Linked DNA regions of Mus musculus: regions 1 and 3 are each linked to region 2. The links are chromatin contacts, called in public promoter capture Hi-C maps. All regions are on one chromosome and are shown on one strand. Each heading gives the region's core, a stretch centred on a gene start, on an enhancer-like site or on the middle of the called end of the contact. The rest is flanking DNA. Distances are from core to core; before and after follow the strand shown.

Region 1 (3,109 bases), core at 561-3,060, 1.7 Mb after region 2:
GCCTGCCACCATCTTCAGCCACTCTGCCCTCTCCTCCTCCTTCCCTCTTGATGGATGGTAGGCAAGACTACCCAGGCCTTCCCTCCCCTCCTTCCCCTCTCCCTCCCTCCTTTTTTTCTTCCTTCCATTCTCCTGAACCCCCATCTCACATCTTCTAGGATGTCTTTGCCCCTGAACATATATCTCACATCCCTTATACGTTAGTTTCTTTTCTTGGCATCATATAAATATAGGGAATGACCAAAGTCAAATAGGTGGGGCTTGGTGGGCACACCTGTAACCTCAAGCACTCCAGAGGCAGAGGTAGGATTGGGGTAGTGTGGGCTAGGTTATTGAGACCCATCTCTGTTTGGGTAGTGTGGGCCAGGTTATTGAGACCCATCTCTGTTTGTTTTTTGTGTTGGTTGGTTGGTTTGTCGAGACAGGGTTTCTCTGTGTAGCCCTGGCTGTCCTAGAACTTGCTCTGTACGCCAGGCTGTCCTCGAACTCAAGAGATCCTCCTGCTTCTGCTGCCTGATTAAAGGCGTGCGCCACCACCACTGTCTGGCAGTTTGTTTGTTTGTTTGTTTACCTACATGTATGTGTTTGTCTGGGGTGCAGTATGTGCACATGTGAATGCAGATGTTTGTAGACGCCAGCATAGGGCATTGGGTCCCTTGCAGCTGGAGTTACAGGTAGTTGTGAGCCAAATGATACCGGTGCTGGGATCCCCCCCCCGATTCCCCCCCCCATCACACCTGTGCAAAAGCAATACATGTTCTTAACCATTTGGCCATCTCTCCAGCCCCAAGACCTATCTTAAAAAACAAAAAACAAACCAGCCACACATTTACCACACAGGACACACTGACCTCTCTACTCACAAACTGAGCCACCTACAACGCTGTGGTAAATCTCTGCCGTGTGTGTGTGTGTGTGTGTGTGTGTGTGTGTGTGTGTGTGTGTGTGTGTCTCAAGCTGCATGCTCGAACACACATGTACACCAAACGGGATTCACTCACCGGCTACTCTTTCACAACAGGGGCACAAAGCCTCTTTCTACTACACCCACATGCGTGCCCAACAGGTCACAAATGCACGGCTCACCCAGTACGTACAGTTTCCTGGTCTTTCTTCCTCTGCACCTGCGCAGCGGGCATAAAGAGAAAGTTTCTCTACTGGAGGTCTAAGTGCCCCCGCCTACTGGGCCTTCATTCCATTCCATTTCTCTTTCCTTCTCCCCTCTCTGAATCGCGCGCCTGCGCTGGTGTACACACACACACACACACACACACACACACACACACACACACTAACAATCCCCAAATATAGTCTTCTATCTTTCCACATAAACACACAGGCATTCGAAACTCATCCCTTCCCCCCCTTTCTGTCTTCTCCTCTCTGCCCTTCTTCCTTCTTGCACACAAACACACCCCACAGCTGCAGTGCCCAGGGTCATACTACAGTGCAGGCACCAGGCAGGAGACAAAGGTCGCCTAGGCTCCCAGAACCCCAACTGGGCGCAGGTGGACCTGACACCGGCTCCGTCTGTCCCTCGAGAGGGTCCCGGCGAGGTGTAGATTAGGCACGCCAAGCTGGAGGTTCGGGCCCGCACCCCTGGACCCACCGGTATCCGGGGCAGCTAGAGTATCCAGCGCTCCAGCATGCCAAGGGTTAAGGAGCCCGCGGAGGTGTGGGGGGGAGTCTAACCGACGCTTCTGATTGGCTGTTTCTTCGGGGCCCGCAGCCCCCGCACTTCTGTATTGGTTCGCGGCGGGCCCCGCCCTCTGGCCTGGGCGCCCCAGCCTCGCGCGCCGCCCCGGCAGCTAGCCCTGAGGTTCGAGCGTAGAGCTCAGCCCAGCGCACTTGGAGCTGGAGCCTTAGCGGGAGGTGCATCCTAAGCCCGGCCGTTCGGAGCCCGGGAGCGACGGTGAGTACTCCCGCAGCCCGCTGTGGCTCCATGCAACCCCGACGGTCCCGACAGCGGGGCGGCGATGGCATCCTGGCTGGTTCCTGGCGAGCTGGGCGTCCCCTTTAGCTGAGGCCCGCGTCCCGCTGTTCACTGGCTTGGACCCGGACAGGAGTTGTGGGGGGTGTCCGGTTCGCGTGGACCTTGGTTCTGGGCTGCTGGGCTGCTCCTGGCGTGGAAGACTCGGGGTCGCGTGCTGGATTTTGGGGAAGAGTTGGTGAGATAGGTTTGGGGTGTGCAAGTCCCTGAGCTGAGCTTGGCTTGGCTTGACTTGGAGACCGTGGGCAGCTAGGCCAGGTCGATTCAGAGACGTCAAGGTTCAGCTGGACTTGAGCTCACACCCCGCATAGTCCGAGTGGCTTTGGGATTCGAGAACATCGTGGGAGACTAGGGCACTTTTCTCCTACACTGATCCTGCAGTGGCTGCCTGGCTCATGGGAAGGGGAGAGATAGCTCAGAGAGGAGGGGATAGTCTGAGGTTCTGAGGGTTATCTGGTGTTCCCAGCATCTCCCAGTAATGAATCCTCAGAGGAGGGCCCAAGTGCTGACTCCCGTGGTCCAAAGCACCACGGTAAAGGGGTCCTTGAGGAAGAGGGCTTCTTTGGGGGCTCAAGCCTCAAGCCTGATATCCATCTAATCCAGATCTGGCTGCTTTTGAGAGCTTCGGAGTGATGAGTTGACTCTCTGGCCTAGAGCCAAGGCCTCCGGTTACCTCTCCATCTCACCCAGGGCCATTTGCTTCTTCTCTCCCTGTGGACCTCTGATTGCCTCTCCTAGAGCCGAGCTCTTGGCGTGTGTACTGGACCCAGGACACCCTGTGTGGCCTGAGGAGATCTGCCTGGGTTCTCTGCCTTTTGGTCCTAGAGACTTGCCTACATCTGTGATGTCCCTTCCATGCCTGAGGGGTTCGCTGAGAAACAGAGGGGCATCATGGAGAGAGCTGAAGATGCTCCAGAGACAGCCTCAGGACCAACCCGTGCCTGGTCAGAAATTAAGTCTCCCTTAGACAGCCCTTTTCTCTCTTACCCACTGGCGTCTTTCCCCTGAGACATCATTGGTCTCTCTGGAGACCGATGACTTAATTCTCCCGCCCCCCCAAGGTGCCCAGAGATCATCTTGGACCCGACTTACCTCCCCCATTAAGAATCTCCCAAGAGC
Region 2 (2,939 bases), core at 358-2,857:
GCATCTGGTGTTCTGAGTCAGAAAGTATTTATAACAATCCCTCAGTGCCCTTTCTCTCTGTCTGTCTCCTCATACAGCTGATCAAAGCCGTGGTATCTGGGTTTGCTCAAGATTATGTGTCGATAACCAGTAAATAGCAGAGCTGTCCGGATTGAACCCAGGGCTTTGGCTCCCTAGACCGATGTCCTTCCAATTATTGGAACTGTCCCAGCTCAGAGGTCCCATTGTCCTGTTGATCAGTGCCACACACTACTGAACACTTAATTGTTTCCTGTGTTAATCTTGTCCCCAGACATTGTGAGATTCTTGAGAGCAGGAGCCTCTGTTTCATGTGAAGCAACTCCATAAATATTTACCAGGCTGATTGATTAAGAAAGCAATCTCGTGGCTGCAAAACCCCACCTGTTCTCTCCCAAGATGGAAACCAGAATTTTGGAACTGCTGAGGCTTCGGGGTCTGGGAAGCAGAGCCAGGCAAAGAATAGAGTGCACTGTCCTTTTGCAATATGGGATTGCCTGCCTGCTGGCTGCTCTCCTGCTCTCTCAGATGGGTGGCTGGGGCTACTTCAGCAGGACGAGGAATAATCATGTCCAGGTGGCTGCCCTTCCACAACAGAAAGGGACAGACAACGCGGCGATGAAATTGTTATTGTTTTCTACAGAGTGTGCAAAGTGTGCAAAGGGAGGGAGGCTGTGCAGAACGAGGAAGCAAACGCTAGACAGCTGACCCATTTGGTTCTATGTATGCCCGTGGAGGGGACCTTCTAAAAGGGTTTATGCAGCAAGCACCCCCATATTTGAAACCTTGTCCAAAATCCTAATCAAATTCACTTCCAAAGCACAACCGGGCATACATTTAGTTCCTAAAGGAGTTCTCGGTGGAAACGGTCCATGCTTTTTCTTTCTCCGTGGAAAAGGACTGGGTCCAGACTGCTCTTATCCTCTTTCCCCTGGTGCTCAAATAAATAGTGTTCTCTGCTTAGACCTCCCTTTCCCTCCTTCTTCTGCAATCTCAGCGCCTAGCCCAAATCTGTTTTCTTCATTGTAACCTCAGCTTCACCGCAATTAATTTTTTCCCCCTCTGGTCACAAGATAATTCCTGACGCCAGTGAGTCTGGAGGTCAGACGAGCAGCAAATTGGGGAACAAGGCGGCACTAATTCCTTACAAGTTTCCCTTGAAAATTCTTGAGAGAGAGAGGAGAGAGAGATCTTTAGTTGTTCAAGGGATTTATGACCTCAGAGCTGTGGGTTCGAACCAGTATTGGGGGGAGGGGACCTCAGAGAACTTGGGCGCCTCCAGAAAAGGCATATTCTTAAAAGTTAATGGTTTTAAGTGATTTTTTTTTTTTTTTCAAATCTGTGCTGGCTCAAGAGCCCCGCCTCTCCTCGGTATCAGCGCTTCCTCATTCCTCGCATCCGAGGCTCCGCTGTCCTCGGCGTCAGACCAGCCTAAGGAAGCCTGTTAGCAATTTAAACCCACTGTGAACGCCCAGGACCGGGGAGGCGGTGCCCAGGGCGGGCGGGGGTGGACCCTTGGCGGTCTGTTTTGAATAAGGGGGTGTGTCCTAGAGAGGACTCTATAAGAGTCGGCCGCTGCAGGCGTGCGCGCACTGTTTGCTGCTTTAGGTGTCTCTTTTCCTCCCTCTCTATCTCTACTCTCCAACATGAAGGCGCTGAGCCCGGTGCGCGGCTGCTACGAGGCGGTGTGCTGCCTGTCGGAACGTAGCCTGGCCATTGCGCGAGGCCGCGGTAAGAGCCCGTCGACCGAGGAGCCTCTTAGCCTCTTGGACGACATGAACCACTGCTACTCGCGCCTGCGGGAACTGGTGCCGGGAGTCCCGCGAGGCACTCAGCTTAGCCAGGTGGAAATCCTGCAGCGTGTCATAGACTACATCCTCGACCTTCAGGTGGTCCTGGCAGAGCCGGCGCCTGGACCCCCGGACGGTCCGCATCTCCCGATCCAGGTGCGAGAGGGAGCCAGACCAGGCTGCTCTGAGCGTGCGGGCAGGGATGCTGCGGGTCTTCCCTATCGCGTCCCCGAGTCCCTTGGCTAACTCGTCTCCTAACCTTCTTTCACAGACAGCTGAGCTCACTCCGGAACTTGTGATCTCCAAGGACAAGAGGAGCTTTTGCCACTGACCCGGTCGTCCTGGCACCTCCCGGTAAGCTTTCTCCTGGCGCGGGCGAGGAGGGAGGCTTGCATGGGAAATCCTGCCTTTGACAGAACATTGTAAGGCTTAGGGTTCAGTCGGTTTAGGGAAAAAGCCAAGCCACTGAAAGGCAAAAGCCTTATCTATAATCAGTTAGAATAAACGACAGAACCTATGTCAATATCACGTGCATTCCTTAGACACGCTGTCCCTTCTCATCCCGGGTGGCCAGAGCCCAGGGCAAGTGGGCGCGCGGGTCGCACCAAATGAGCCTTGGAGTAAAGGAAGCCCTCCCCCCTTTCCACTAGTGTTATTTCTAAGCGGGAGGGGGAGTGGTGACTCCGCCTGTGGTCCTTTGGCGCCAACTGGGTGGAGGCAGTGTGGGGAGCGGAGTTATCAGCTGGAGGTAGAGACCGAGTTTCCTCCCTGGCGCCGGCCAGTCTGCGGCATCCTCCGCCTGGGCGCGCTCGGCGGAAACTGACGGCTCCCTCGCTCTTCTCTCCTCCCCCGCCCAGAACGCAGGTGCTGGCGCCCGTTCCGCTTGGGACCCTGGGACTCTGGGACCCTCTCTCCAGCCGGAAGCCTGAGGGCATGGATGAGCTTCGATCTTAACCCAGCCCTCTTCACTTACCCTGAACTCAACGCCTCGAGGCTGGACCTGGAGCCCGAGAGAAGGACTGAACTTGGGTGGCCTGAAGAGCTAGCACACGCTGGTCAGCAGCTGGGCAACGTCACTCTGTCCCCACCCTGACTCAAGTCTAAAAGACTGGCTTTTCCGAGAATGGGGTG
Region 3 (2,973 bases), core at 456-2,955, 1.2 Mb before region 2:
TGAGGCTAATGAGGGCACAGGTATTTCATCCCACGAGAGGCAGTAGGATCTCTGAATTCAAGACCAGGATGGTCTTCAGTGAGTTCCAGGACGGGCAGACAGTATAGGGAGACTCAAGAAACAAAGACATATTAAAAGTGATTCAGAGGACGACAGTGACAGCAACTGAAGGTGGTGACAGATTTGTCAAGGCATATTGAGTATATGCTAGTTTACATATAAAATTGCAATTATAGAAATGAAACATCTCTGACATGAGAAGATAATCACAGGATGGAGATGGCTCAGTGGTTGAGTGTGGGCTGCTCTTGTAAGAGGCACCGAGTTTGGTTCCTGGCACACATTTTATCAACTGCCTGAAACTAGTCCCAGTAGATTCAAAGCCTGGCTGCTACACTGAAATGCACAGACTGGAGAGATGGCTCAGTAGGTAAGAGCACTGGCTGTAGTGGAAAGATGTTTCCATCCCAGAACCCACATGGTGGCTCAGGACCACCATAACTCTAGTCTGACCTCCGTCGGCACCAGGCATGCAGGTGGTGCATATATGGATGCAGGCTAAAACCCCATACATAAAAAAAGAAATAGGCCGGCTGTAACTTCCTCATTTAGAGGTATGTATTGCCTTCCATTTGATTTGTGGGGATTTTGTGTGCTAGTTAGACTCAACTCACCTGCCTCACTTCTTCCAGCCAAGTAACTCACTCATTTCTTTTAATCCAGAGACAGGATTTTTCTTTTCTTTTCCTTCCTTTCTTTCTTCCTTCCTTCCTTCCTTTCTTTTTCTTTCTTTTTTTTGGTTTTTCGAGACAGGGTTTCTCTGTGTAGCCCTGGCTGGCTGCCCTGAAACTCACTTTGTAGACCAGGCTGGCCTCGAACTCAGAAATCCGCCTGCCTCTGCCTCCCAAGTGCTGGGATTAAAGGTGTGTGCCACCACTGCCAGGCGCAAGCCAAGTTTTATTAAGCTTGAGAAGTAGCTTCCTACAGGGGAGGGGGACTCAAAAGAGAATTGCCCACAGTTTACATTTTTTTCTTGCCAGTGCTTAAGCTTTTAGATATCCCATGTCTTATAGCACTGGCTAGCCTAGAAGTCACTGTGTAGCCTTGGCAAGCCTCATACTTGATATTCTCCTGCCTCCACCGGCTGAGACGCTAGGAGAATGCCACCACAGCCGATTTGTACCCAGCTATTTTTACACGTGGGATGGCTTTTTCATTTCTAAAATTAATTAGTCGTCGATTTTGAAAGGTACACGTTTCATATATCCCTGTCTTATTCCCGAATTATCTTAGTGACCTTAGTAGTTGCTCTGGTGCTGGAATGTGAGAGTGAACGATATGGGGCCCGCCCTGCTCTTCTACAGTTAGTAACATCAGCAAATTATCTACTCTATGGAAGGGACTTAATGCGGATTAAATTCAAGAGAGACAAGGTTCTTTAGAGCTGGTGACAGGATACGCAGTCCCCAACCAGGCGTCCCATTCTATGTGGTGACAGGTTCGGAGCACTTCCTCATCCTTGTCGTCCCTCCCGGGCCCCGCCCCCGCCCCGCCCCGTTTGCGCCTGCGCATAGCCATACCACGCGTCAGTCCCTCCCACTAAAAGGAGCGTGAGAGGCCGGAAGAAACTGACGCCATCGGGAAGGCTTGAGTCTGGGCCGCGGGCCAGAGGCCGCCGGAAGTGCTCAGCGTTGTTGACGGAAGTAGAGAGAAGGCTGTAATGGCGGCTGTGACTGAAGTTGTGGTGAGTATCACCGGCTTCGCGTAGGTGTCAGTCCGGGAGACGCCGGGGCTGAGGACATGGGTGGGATCCGGGTGCGGCTCCCGGGGAGACCAGGGTGCCGGGCCCAGGCCTGGGCCGTGGCCCCTGGCAGACGCCGAGCCTGAAGCCGGTTATGATCGCAGGTCCCCGCGGATGGCGCGGAAGCCAGGCCCTTGGCGGCCGAGGAGCTGGCGGCGCAGAAGCGGGAGCAGAGACTACGCAAGTTCCGTGAGCTGCATCTGAAGCGGGTGAGTGGCGGGGCTGCGGGCCAGGCTGGCAGTAGGGCTGGAGGAGCAGGAGGAGGAAGGCGCACCACGCACCAGATCTCCGGACCCGGCGTCCCCGGGACCAGATCTCCGCCCGCCGGTGGGTCTGGACTCGGGTTGAGATCGCTTTGACACACGTCAAAAGCCCCACCCGCCTGCTCCACCCGGCCACACCCACATTACCGGGTGTACCTTAGGTTTTTCCTCTTGTTCCATGATTCTTCGTTTTTCATCTAGGGAAATAATTGGTTAGAAATAGTAATCAGACCTTTCTCACCTTAAAAACAGCGAGCACACACTTTCCCTTTTCTCCGAGTTCAGACTCAAAAAAGTATAACTTATTTCCCATCTCTTGTTTGGATGTCTACTCAAATCGTAAGCATGGCTGGCGAGTCACTCTCAACATTAGCATTCTTTCCCAGAAGCTAGCTCCCTCTCACTTCTTTATGTGACTGCTTGGTCATCTGACCCTTTTTCTGAACCTGCTTGTTTTCTTGGACTATAATTCAAAAGGCATGCTATATCTTCTTACTGTCTCCCTTCTAGCACCTGCCAAGATTTTCAGCCTGCTTGACTTGTTTTTGTCTTGATCTCTTTTTTTTTTAAAGATTTATTTATTTTATGTATGTGAGTACACTGTAGCTGTACAGATGGTTGTGAGCCTTTATGTGGTATTTGGGGATTGAATTTAGGACCTCTGCTTGCTCTGGTCACCCCTGCTCTCTCCGGCCCAAAGATTTATTTATTACAAAAATTACTCTGTAGCTGTCTTCAGACATACTAGAAGACAGTGTGAGATCCCATTACAGGTGGTTGTGAGCCACCATATGGTTGCTGGGATTTGAACTTGGGACCTTTGGAAGAGCAGTCAGTGCTCTTACCTGCTGAGCTATCTCTCCAGCTCCTGTCTTTTTTTTTTGAGACAGGGTTTTTCTCTGTATAGTC

What was found. Promoter capture Hi-C pulls out the DNA fragments that hold promoters and counts their contacts.
Region 1: a promoter capture Hi-C map of liver shows a contact between it and region 2, with 2.4 times the contacts expected there. The contact joins the promoter of Ece1 here to the promoter of Id3 in region 2. A contact is called at or near these places in 1 of 39 promoter capture datasets (liver) and 1 of 115 datasets of contacts at active chromatin or transcription factors (pancreatic cancer cells).
Region 3: a promoter capture Hi-C map of pre-B cells shows a contact between it and region 2, with 9 times the contacts expected there. The contact joins the promoter of Syf2 here to the promoter of Id3 in region 2. A contact is called at or near these places in 4 of 39 promoter capture datasets (the C10 cell line, liver and pre-B cells), 1 of 115 datasets of contacts at active chromatin or transcription factors (astrocytes) and 1 of 9 other capture datasets (adipose tissue).

The regions. Positions count from the first base shown.
Region 1 is chr4:137,860,470-137,863,578 of GRCm38.p6, forward strand. It overlaps Ece1 (endothelin converting enzyme 1), which reads left to right and starts at 1,811. Exons shown (of 19, transcript NM_001369179.1): 1 at 1,811-1,912.
Region 2 is chr4:136,142,215-136,145,153 of GRCm38.p6, forward strand. It overlaps Id3 (inhibitor of DNA binding 3), which reads left to right and starts at 1,608. Exons shown (of 3, transcript NM_008321.2): 1 at 1,608-1,964; 2 at 2,080-2,162; 3 at 2,666-2,939. The coding sequence starts at 1,665. The coding sequence ends at 2,139. It overlaps Gm42329 (predicted gene, 42329), which reads right to left and starts at 4. Exons shown (of 2, transcript NR_168524.1): 1 at 1-4.
Region 3 is chr4:134,929,275-134,932,247 of GRCm38.p6, forward strand. Syf2 (SYF2 homolog, RNA splicing factor (S. cerevisiae)) reads left to right here and starts at 1,706. Exons shown (of 7, transcript NM_026780.3): 1 at 1,706-1,744; 2 at 1,906-2,010. The coding sequence starts at 1,721.